Regions from separate parts of the Sus scrofa genome. Here region 2 is linked to region 1. The links are chromatin contacts, called in public HiChIP or PLAC-seq maps. All regions are on one chromosome and are shown on one strand. The core of a region is the stretch at or near the end of the contact, and the rest is flanking DNA. Distances in the headings are between cores, read along the strand shown. Region 1 holds the start of PRSS27 (serine protease 27). Region 2 holds the start of PDPK1 (3-phosphoinositide-dependent protein kinase 1).

Region 1 (5,218 bases), core at 1,892-4,391:
GCCAGAGCCACAGCAACGCTGGATCCGAGCCGCGTCTGCAACCTACACCACAGCTCACAGCAACGCCAGATCCTTAACCCACTGAGCAAGGCCAGGGATCAAACCTGCAACCTCATGGTTCCTAGTCAGATTCGTTAATTACTGAGCCATGATGGGAATTCCCAGGAATGATTAGTTTAAAAAGCTGAAGCATAACCTGAAGAACTGATTTACGAAAGGGCTGTGCCAGTTACATGCCCACCAGTTGGCACATTTCCCCACAGCCTGGCTGGACAGCATCCACCAAGGCTGAGCCAGCGCCACACAGAAGAGCATCTCCTGGCTGTGGCTTTGATTTGCATGTCTTTAATTAGTGAGGCTGAACATTCCTCCTAAGTCTATTAACCAAATTGGTTTCCTCTTTCAAGACTGGTCTATGTGTAGCCTTTGCTCATTTCACCTTTAGGGGATCAGGGGTTTTCTCGTCAATTTCCTAAGCATTGCCAACAATAATGGTGCAGGCACTTTGCCGCATTTCCTGCAAATATTTATCCTATTGTTCGCCTTTGTACTTTGAAACCGATTATTTTTCTAGTGTATGGGCCATCTCCTTTGTGTTGCCTACTGTGACTATTTTTTGTTGTTCTTTGTTTGTTTTTGCCTTTTAGGGCCATTCTCTCTGCATGTGGAAGTTCCCAGGCTAGGGGTCAAATCAGAGCTACAGCTGCCAGCCTACGCCACAGCCACAAGCAACGCGGGATCTGAGCCATGTCTGCGACCTAAACCACAGCTCATGGCAATGCCAGATCCCTGACCCACTGAGTGAGGCCAGGGATCGAAACGGATTCCTCATGGATATTAGTTGGAGTCGTTTTCACTTCGCCACAACGGGAACTCCCTCTGCTGTGACTTCTAACATTAAAAAACCCTTCCCCTTCCAGAGGTGGTAAAAGCTCATTTCTGGCTTTGTTTTTTGGCTGCTCCAGGGCATATGGAGCTCCCGGGCAAGGGATCAGATTCCAGTCACAACCTTGAAGTAAACTGCAGCTGTGGCAACACCAGAAGGTCCTTAACCCACTGTGCCAGGCTGGGGACTGAACCCGCTCCCAAGACACTGCTGATCCCTTCGTGCCACAGTGGGAGCTCCCATTTGTGTTTTAGGAGGAAGTGACAAAACACACTTAGGGCTCTGAGTCCCTCTGGTCTCCAATCCACCCCTCTGTTTGGCAGGTGGAGTGAGGAAGGCACCTGGCTTCCAGCTCACCCTACACCCCCACCCAGCTCCCTGCACAGCGGGGGGTCTACAGCCTCAAGGGTGTCAGGAGTGACACGAGATGCTGTTTCTCTAGCCACCGGAGTCCCTGGTGTCCCCACTTTCTGATCACATCTTAACTTTTGTTACTTTCTTGATTTCAAGGCAGCACCTTCTTAGAAATGGCTTTGGGGGGGGGGGAAGGCAGAGGAAACCTAGAAAGACACCTGAGAGGAAGTATTTAGCCCCAAACAATCTTGAAGGCCTCTGAAATCCAGAGAACTGATCATCAGGTGCCTGGTGAAATGCGGTGACACAGACGTTTTGAAACACTTTCCAAAATTTCTGATTAGACATTTTCACCTCAATCCTCTCTCCTCCACTCGGCTCACCTCCAATTGCCCCATGCCTGGAACAGTGCTGGGTCTCAGTGGGCTCCAAGAATCCCTGGGAACGAGTCTGGAAGCCCTCTAGCCACGCGCTGCTCTCCCTCCCCGAGGGACTCCCGCTCACGCAGACAGGCCGCCCGGACTCCGGGACGCCGCGTGGAGGGGGCGCAGCGGAGGGACCCGGGAGGCAGGGGGGCGCAGGAGGAGGGCGCCAGCGCCCGGGCAGCCGTCCCCCGTCGAGGGTGGCGCCCCCTCTTCCCCCGAGGGCTGCGGGAGACGCGGAGACGGAGGGGAGGTCGGAGGGCAGGAGCGGAGGAGTGGAGGAGCAGGAAGGGCTGGGGCTGGGAGTTGTGCGAGGAAGACAGACAGCGCGGAGCCGAGCCTCCCGCCCCAGCGGCCCGGCGCTGCTGCCGGCGGCCCCTAGAGGGCAGTGGCGCGCTGACCGGGAGCGCCCGCCAAGGCCAAGGCCAAGGCCGGAGCGCGGAGATGGGGAGGGGGCGGAAAGTCGGCGACCTCGGCCGTCCCCGACTTCCGGGGCGCGCCGGCGCACCCCCAGGCCACGCACGCACCCACTGTGTGGGCGGGGAAACTGAGGCCGGGCTCTGCCGGTCATCCGGCGCTCCCCGCCCCAGCCCCCACCGGCTCTGCCCGACCTGGTCCTCGGCCGCCGGTCCCGGCCCGGCCTCGCCGCCGAGCCCCGGCTCCGGCTCTGACGTCAGCTCCGTGCCCCAAATAACTTCCTCCCAGAGCCGCTTCCGCGACGACTGCACGTCCTGGACCCGGCCAGCCGCTCCCAGGGCAGGGACACCTGGGGACGGTCCTCCTGGCACGGCCTTCCCAGAAGCAGCTTCCGCCCCGCCCACGCTGGCCTTCGCGTTCCGGGAACCCCACCCCCACCCCTGCGACGGCGGCGGGCAGGGGGCAGGGAGAGGCCGGTCAGGGTCACCCAGGGCCAGGCCTGGGACTGCTGGAACCCAGGTCTGGAGGGAGAGCCGGGGGGCGGGGAGGGGCGCTGGGGTCAGCGGCGGAGCCCGCCAGACGCTCCCGCTTAGGCTCAGGTGACCTGGCCCTTAGCCATCCTCCTTCCGGCAAAGCGCAAGCCCCAGTCCCGGACTGTTTGCGGCGCATGGCAGGTGCTCAGTAAATAAAAATAAATGAACGGATGAATGAAACAGAGAGGGTCGCGTGGTGGACCGCAGTCAGCTCAGGTGGGCCTGTGGTCAGCTGGAGAGTGTGGTCAGTCACCGTGGAGGCGGAACCCTTGCCACAAGCACTTAAATGGGGCACATGCGGAGTTCCCGTCGTGGCGCAGTGGTTAACGAATCCGACTAGGAACCATGAGGTTGCCAGTTCAATCCCTGGCCTTGCGCAGTGGGTTAAGGATCCGGCGTTGCCGTGAGCTGTGGTGTAAGCTGCAGATGCGGCTCGCATCCTGAGTTGCTGTGGCTGTAGTGTAGACCAGGGGCTACAGCTCCGATTGGACCCCTAGCCTGGGAACCTCCATATGCCGCGGGTGCGGCCCTAGAAAAGGTAAAATAAACAAACAAACAAATAAATAAATAAATGGGACACACGCACCCTGGCCCGCAAACCCTAAGGTGTTTTAGCATGAGAGGCCTGTCCCCTTGGGGTTCAGGGCCAGGCCATGGAGGAGTCGGGGTTCTGGGGTGCCTCCTTCCTGCCCAGAGGAACTGGGCGGGCCTGGCTGACAGGTCCAGCGGCATAGCCGAGCTGACACTCATCTCCAGCATAAAACCCCACTTCATGGAGCCCTACACATAGAGCTAGTGGTCACGGAGCTCCTGCCACAGCAGTCCCCTGCCCGGCAGGCACTCCAGCCAGGCTGAGACCATGGGGCAGGTGCCAGCTTTGGCCCTGCTCCTGCTGCTGCTGCTGCGGACTGGTGAGTCTTAGACATTGCAGGCATCTGTAAGGGCCTCTCTGTCCTACCCAAGCGGCAGCTAAGCCCCCACTCCCCGGCCAGGCCTCGGGCTGCAGCACCAGTCTCCCTTCCTGCCTCAGTGGGAAGATTCCGGAGGTTCCACAGGTGGAGTGAACTGGGGATGGGGGTGTGGGTGCAGGCGGGAGGACCAGGAGGCAGTGACACAGGCCGGATCCCATCCCTCCCCTTGCCTCAGGCAAATTACAGCCAAGCTGCTTCTGCCCCCTCTGGTCCTGGCCTCTCAAGATGAAAACGTGGTGCTGTAGGATCTGACCTCAAGACCGCTGGGCGCCAGCCAATCTCTGGGTCACTGACATCTGGGCCTGGGAAGGGTGGCTGGGTTGCCACCTGAGCCTGGTGAAGGCTCAGTGGGGGGCAGGGAGGACACACGGGGGTCCAGGTTCCTGCTCCGGCACAGAGGGAGGGAATTGGAGGAGCAGGCCCTGCACCTCCGGCCCTTCCCCCGCTCTCTTGGGTGAAGGTTGGCAAGGGCCAACAGGGGAGGTCGGGGGGGGGGGAATGCACCTGCCAGGCCCCTCCCAGCTGGGCGGGCTGCTCTCTGCCAGGGAAACTCTCCCGCATTCCTGGGCCAGCCTGGCCAGCCCAGCTGCCACCTTACTTCCCTGTCCTCAAGTCACCTCCCAGGGCCGGGCCAGGTCACCCCAGGCTGCAGCTTGGCCAGGGCTCCAGGCTTCCCACCAGGGAAGGAGGGTGCAGGCTTCCCACCAGGGAAGGAGGGTGCAGCCTCCCTGGGCTCCACCGGGCCTTGCCAGGCCTTGCTGCCCAGCTCCCTCCTCCCTCCCGGCCTCCTGGCACAGGGTCCTGTCCCACCCCTCCGGTCCCTTCACGTGGGCAGAGGTGCCCCGTCCAGCAGGGGTCCTGGGCTCCAGCTGCCAGCTGTATGAGAGGGGCTGCTCTGGGGAATCTGGGACGGAGCCAGGCTCTGCCCCCATCGCCCCCAGACTCAAGACAGAGCTGGAGACTTGCTCGGTCGGGAAGATAGTGTGAGAGGCCCTGGGCCTATGGCCAGCGGCCGGGGTGGAGAGTGGGAGACCCTGGCGCTCCAGAACCGGAGGCTGCGGTCCTGGGGGAGCTTCCAGACAAGGATGCGTGTGGGGTGAAGGGAAGGCCCTCGTGGGGCAAGGAGGAGCCATCCTGTCTCCAACAGGAGAGCCAGGCCATGACAGGGTGCCCTGGGTGGCCTCTCCTGCTGGTCCTCGGGAGACAGGCTGGAGGTGGAGCAGAGGCAGGGCTACACCAGGCAGATGCCAACCTCAGGGCCCACAAAGTTGGCTGATTACCTTCTTTGCTCACTTGCAGGGACTCAGGGGGCCGAAGCCTCAAGTGGTAAGCATCCAGGGCCCTTGCGGGGTAGACAGGAGTGGGCTTGTCTGAGAGCAGCAAGGCTGACCAGGAACGCACCCCCCCCCAACACCCACCCCAGGAGGCCAGGGTGAAACAGGCGGGGCACAGGGAATCCCGCAGGGCCAAAAGGAGCTGGAGCCCAGGTGGGTGGGCGGGCAGAAGGAGGGTCTGAGACGCGGTGCAGGTGGCACAAGAGGGCCATCGAGGCAAGAAGAACGGGGGAGGGTGGGAAGACGACAGGAAGGAAGTAAGGACAGACGCCGACACCATTCTGCTGTGACAATAACATAC
Region 2 (5,117 bases), core at 990-3,489, 120 kb after region 1:
TGCAGGAGTTCCCACTGTGGCACAGTGGGTAAGAATCCGGTGCTGCCGCAGCTGTGACATAAGTCAGCTGCTGCTCAGATTCCATCCCCAGCCCAGGAACATCCATATGCCCTGGGTGTGGCCATTAAAAAAAAAAAAAAAAATCCAGGTGCAAACTCACTTAATAGCCCTCAAGCAAGAAATTCAACACTGGGGCATCTCCGCCATTAGTGATGGGAAATACACCACATTCCCGCATACATGTGGGGAAATCTAGCTGATGAAGACATAAAAGCTTAGTTCCTCTCACTTCCATCCTTTATTCTTTTTTTTTTTTTTTTCTTCTTCTTAGGGCTGCACCTGTGGCATACGGAAGTTCCCAGGCCAGGGATCAAATCAGAGCTGTAGTCACCGGACTACGCCACAGCCACAACAACGCCAGATCTGAACCACATCTTCGACCTACACCACAGCTCATGGCGACACCGGATGCTTAACCCCCTGAGCGAGACCAGGGATGGCACCTGGGTCCTCATGGATACTAGTCAGATTCGTTTCTGCTGAGCCACAAGGGGAATTCCCATCATCCATTCTTCAATTCATTTTTTCTTACTGGATTCCAGTGTTTTTGTACTAAAAAGCTGCCTTCTGCAAAGAAAACTCCAAACCTCAAGTGTCGATCACGTGGAACTACTCAAACTATGAAAAAATATGCTTTTGTCTTCTCATGGACGCCGTCAGGGTACACACCTTGCATTGCAACAGCATCAACGTGTGAAAGTTCATTCTACAAACTTCCATGATGACTGTCGGCCTCAGCCTCCACCGAGATCAGCCAAGAAGCCTGATTCGTGTTTTTGCGTGTTAGCCCAGGCACCCCAGGGTACAGCCGCACATGTCGCAACAAAGACATCCCTTCGCCCTCCACTATATCCTCAACTGAACCGGTCCTCCTCTCAGACTTCGGATTACCACCTAGCTCTACAGAGCAAAGTTCTCCACCTCAAGTCCACGGACCAGCCGCAGAAGATTCCTTAGCCTTCTCAAGGACGCACAAAATGCTGTGCGTCTGGCTCAGATGTGGACCCAGGTCTTCTGTCAGACGCTCCAAGGGGCTCCTGACCCCTCAAAACGATTAAGAAACTCTAGCACAGAAAACAAGGAAATAAGAGTTGATACAAATTTCTGGAGTCTTCCATCACTTAAGGGACTTGCCTTTTGAACCAAGTTTTGCACGTCATCTAGACATTCGTCCATCACCCCCCTCACATTCGCACTCAAGGTACACATCCTTAAACCATCTTCCCTAAGGCTCCAGAAGTCAGCAGAGGGCAAACATGAAAACACCAGGGATACTTTTAGCAACCGAGAGAAAACAGCAACACTAGCGATACTTTACGCAAAACGTTTAACCCAGCGAAGGCTTTTTCTTTTTCCTCCCCCTGAAATCTCTCCGCCCGGTCACGCTCACTTGCCGGCGGTGCTGGGTTCCAGCTCGGCCTCCCAGGGGCTTCCCAAGACACCGACGCCGGTGCCGGAGCCGAGCCTCAAGGCAGGAAAAGCACCCAAACGCCGCTCGCCGGGCCGGGAGCGGAGCGTATCGGAGTGCGTCAGGCGCCGTCCCCGCTGAGAATTTGGAGGGGCCCGAGCATCAGGTGCTCCGAGCGAGAACTCGCACATCCTGCTTTCGCTGCGAGCAGAGGCACAGGGACGCTATCCCAGGTGAAGGCCCAGGGCAGTTCCTCCGCAGAAAGAACGAGAGATAACCCCGGAGGCTCGGCTCCAGGCCGCGCCGAAAACAAACTTTCCAAGCACTTCCACCGCGACGGGCCGGTGACACCTCCCCGGCCACCCCCGCCCTCCGCGCGCCTGTCAGCGCCCCCGGCGGCCCGGAACCTGCCTCACACGGGCCCCGGCTTCCCCCGGCGGCCAAGCGGCGCCCCAGGGCGCCCATGGACCCCGGCCCGGCCGCCCGGCCGCAGGTGAGGCGCCGCCCGGCCCCCGAGACCGCGGGCCGCCCCGCCTCACCGGGCCCCGGCGGCCGCCGCGCTCGGCGGGATGTCGGGCCGGCGCGCCCCGGCGGCCGCTGCGGACTCACCAGCTGGCTAGTGGTCCTGGCCATGGGCCCCGCGTCGGCGCGGGCGCCTCCCCCGCAGCGCTGCGCGGCTCGGCGCCTCCTCAGCGTCCTCCTCCCCGCGGCGGAGCCCCAGCAATGGCTGCCCTCATCCTGCGCCCGCCCCGCCGCCCGCCACCCCCAGCGCCGCCCCGCCCCCGCGCGACGCCGGGCGGGACTTCCTCCTCACCGCCTCCACTGCCCGCGCCCATTGGCTGCAGCTGCCGTCGCTCGGCCGCGGCTTAGGCCAGCCCCCACCGGCGCCCCCGAGCCGCATTTCCGGGTTGGGGCCGGCCGGGCAGGAGCGGCCCTGCCCCGCCTCGAGGGGGGGAAGGACACCGCACGAGCCAATCCCGGGCCTGCGGGGCGGGGCCGGGCGCGGGACGGGGCAAACTGTCATCCCGCGGCGCAGACCGAAAAACTGAGGTTCGGGAGTTCCCGTCGTGGCGCAGTGGTTAACGAATCCGACTAGGAACCGTGAGGTTGCGGGTTCGGTCCCTGCCCCTGCTCAGTGGGTTAACGATCCGGCGTTGCCGTGAGCTGTGGTGTAGGTTGCAGACATGGCTCGGATCCCGCGTTGCTGTGGCTCTGGCGTAGGCCGGTGGCAACAGCTCCGATTCGACCCCTAGCCTGGGAACCTCCATATGCCGCGGGAGCGGCCCAAAGAAATAGCAAAAAGACAAAAAAAAAAAAAAAAAAAAAAAAAAAAAAAAAAAAAAAAAAAAAAAAAGAAAAACTGAGGTTCGCCCAGCTGCGGCGGGGGCAGCCCAGGTCGCGCCCGAGACGGAGTTGGCGCTGGGCTCCTACCCGCCCGGGGCGGACTCGGAGCTGGGTTCTGAGTCAAGGCAGACAGAGGCATCTTCACTAGTTACAAAAGTAAGAAGTGTTCTCGAAGGAAATCTAGGCTCTAAAGCCATGTCTATAAGGCGGAAAACAATCCCATCCCATCACGGCTGATAGCCCCAGGTCACCTTCGGAACTTTCTTCTCTGCCTATAAATTCTTCTTGTAGCTGTTATTGGGTTTTTGTGGGGGGGGGGTTGTTTTTGTCTGTTTAGGGCTGCACCCGCGGCATATGGAAGTTCCCAGGCTAGGGGTCAGAGCCTACGTCACATCCACAGCAACGCCAGATCGGAGCCTTATCTGCGACCTACACCGCAGCTGACGGCGGATCCTTCACCCACTGAGCAAAGCCAGGGATCGAACCTGCGTGCTCACGGATGCTCGTCGGACTCGTTTCCGCTGAGCCACGACGGAAACTGCTTGTAGCTGTTATTGTTGATGATGATATGGTTGGGTTTTTTACCTGTGGTAAAATACACACAAAATTTACCACCTTAACCATTTTTGTGTACATCAGGCATATTACCATCGTAGTTCTAAGATGATGTTTTAAACAAAATCAGAGTCATCTTTGTTACCTGAAAACGTGCACATTTTTAAATTTGCAAATTTATATGGTAAATTTAAAGTTTTTTCTATTTCCAAAAGAAATACATGTTCATTTTAAAAAATAGCAATGTGGAAATTCCCATTGTGGCGCAGCAGAAATGAATCCAACTGGTATACATGAGGATGTGGATTCGATCCCTGGCCTTGCTCAGTGGGTTAAGGATCCATCGTTGCCGTGAGCTGTAGTGTAGGTGGAAGATAAGGCTCAGATCCTGGGTCACTGTGGCTGCGGTGTAGGCTGGCAACTACAACTCCAATTTGACTCCTAGCCTGGGAACCTTCATATGCTGCGGGTGCAGCCCTAAAAAGATAAACAAATAAATATAAAAATGAAGGCAAAAAGGCAAGTTGAGTGTTCTCGTTATGGCTCAGTGGTAACAAACCCAATCAGGATCCATGAGGATCTCGGGTTCAATCTTTGGCCTCGCTCAGTGGGTTAAGGATCCGGCATTGCTGTGAGCTGTGGTGTACATTGCAGATGCGCCTCGGATCTTATGTTAATGCCACTCCAATTTCACCACTATCCTGGGAACCTCCATATGCCACAGGTGCAGCTCTAAAAAAAAGGAAATTTATTTATTTATCTATTTATTTATTTTAAAAAAGCAAGTTGCAAAATATGAAACAGAGTCTTTAAATTTTTTTTTCTTTTTTTGGGCGCACCTGCGGCATACAGGTGTTCCCCTGGCCAAGCCACGTCTGCAAACTACGCCACATATGAGGAAATGCCGGATCCTTAACCTGCTGAGATGGGCCAGGGATGGAACTGGCAATGCCGCAAAGACAAGCCGGATCATTAGCCCACTGTGCCACAGCGGAAAGTCCTTTTTTTTTTTTTTTTTTTCTTTTTGTCTTTTGCCTTTTGTTGTTGTTGCTGTTGCTATTTCTTGGGCCGCTTCCGCGGCATATGGAGGTTCCCAGGCTAGGGGTTGAATCGGAGCTGTAGCCACTGGCCTATGCCAGAGCCACAGCAACGCGGGATCCGAGCCGCGTCTGCAACCTTCACCACAGCTCACGGCAACGCCGGATCGTTAACTCACTGAGCAAGGGCAGGGACCGAACCCGCGACCTCATGGTTCCTAGTCGGATTCGTTAACCACTGCGCCACGACGGGAACTCCTTTTTTTTTTTTTTTTTAAATTTATGAGAGTCTATGACATCAGAGCATGACCATGGAGATCTCGAGTTATTCAAAGAGAAACAGAGAGGGGAACAAAATTTGAGGTAAAGATCCCAAGTGAGGGCAGAGCCCGCTGGAGCAGCAGGTGGGGCAGAGCTCCCAGCAGCCTCGGGGGAATGGGGAGGGTTGAGGGGGAGGCTGGGGCCCTGAGGAAAGCACCGAAACAGGCAGCAGGGGCAGGACAGGGCAGGGCGGCTCAAAGAACAGTGAAGGATAAGGAGTTCCCGTCGTGGCTCAGCAGTTAACGAACCCGACTAGCATCCATGAGGACACAGGTTCCATCTCTAGTCTTGCTCAGTGGGTTGAGGATCCAGTGTTGCTGTGGCTGTGGTGTAGGCTGGCAGCTACAGCTCCAACTGGACCCCCAGCCTGGGAACCTACATATGCCTCGGGT

What was found. HiChIP or PLAC-seq counts read pairs in DNA pulled down with a chosen protein or histone mark.
Region 2: a contact with region 1 is called in an H3K27ac HiChIP or PLAC-seq map of alveolar macrophages. The contact joins the promoter of PDPK1 here to the promoter of PRSS27 in region 1. A contact is called at or near these places in 2 of 5 promoter capture datasets (fetal liver and liver), 4 of 47 Hi-C or Micro-C datasets (embryonic fibroblasts, fibroblasts, liver and 1 more) and 2 of 2 datasets of contacts at active chromatin or transcription factors (alveolar macrophages and skeletal muscle).

Annotation. Positions count from the first base shown.
Region 1 is chr3:39,391,873-39,397,090 of Sscrofa11.1, forward strand. It overlaps PRSS27 (serine protease 27), which reads left to right and starts at 3,142. Exons shown (of 7, transcript XM_021086750.1): 1 at 3,142-3,523; 2 at 4,883-4,909. The coding sequence starts at 3,472.
Region 2 is chr3:39,510,384-39,515,500 of Sscrofa11.1, forward strand. It overlaps PDPK1 (3-phosphoinositide-dependent protein kinase 1), which reads right to left and starts at 2,240. Exons shown (of 14, transcript XM_021086751.1): 1 at 2,078-2,240. The coding sequence starts at 2,101.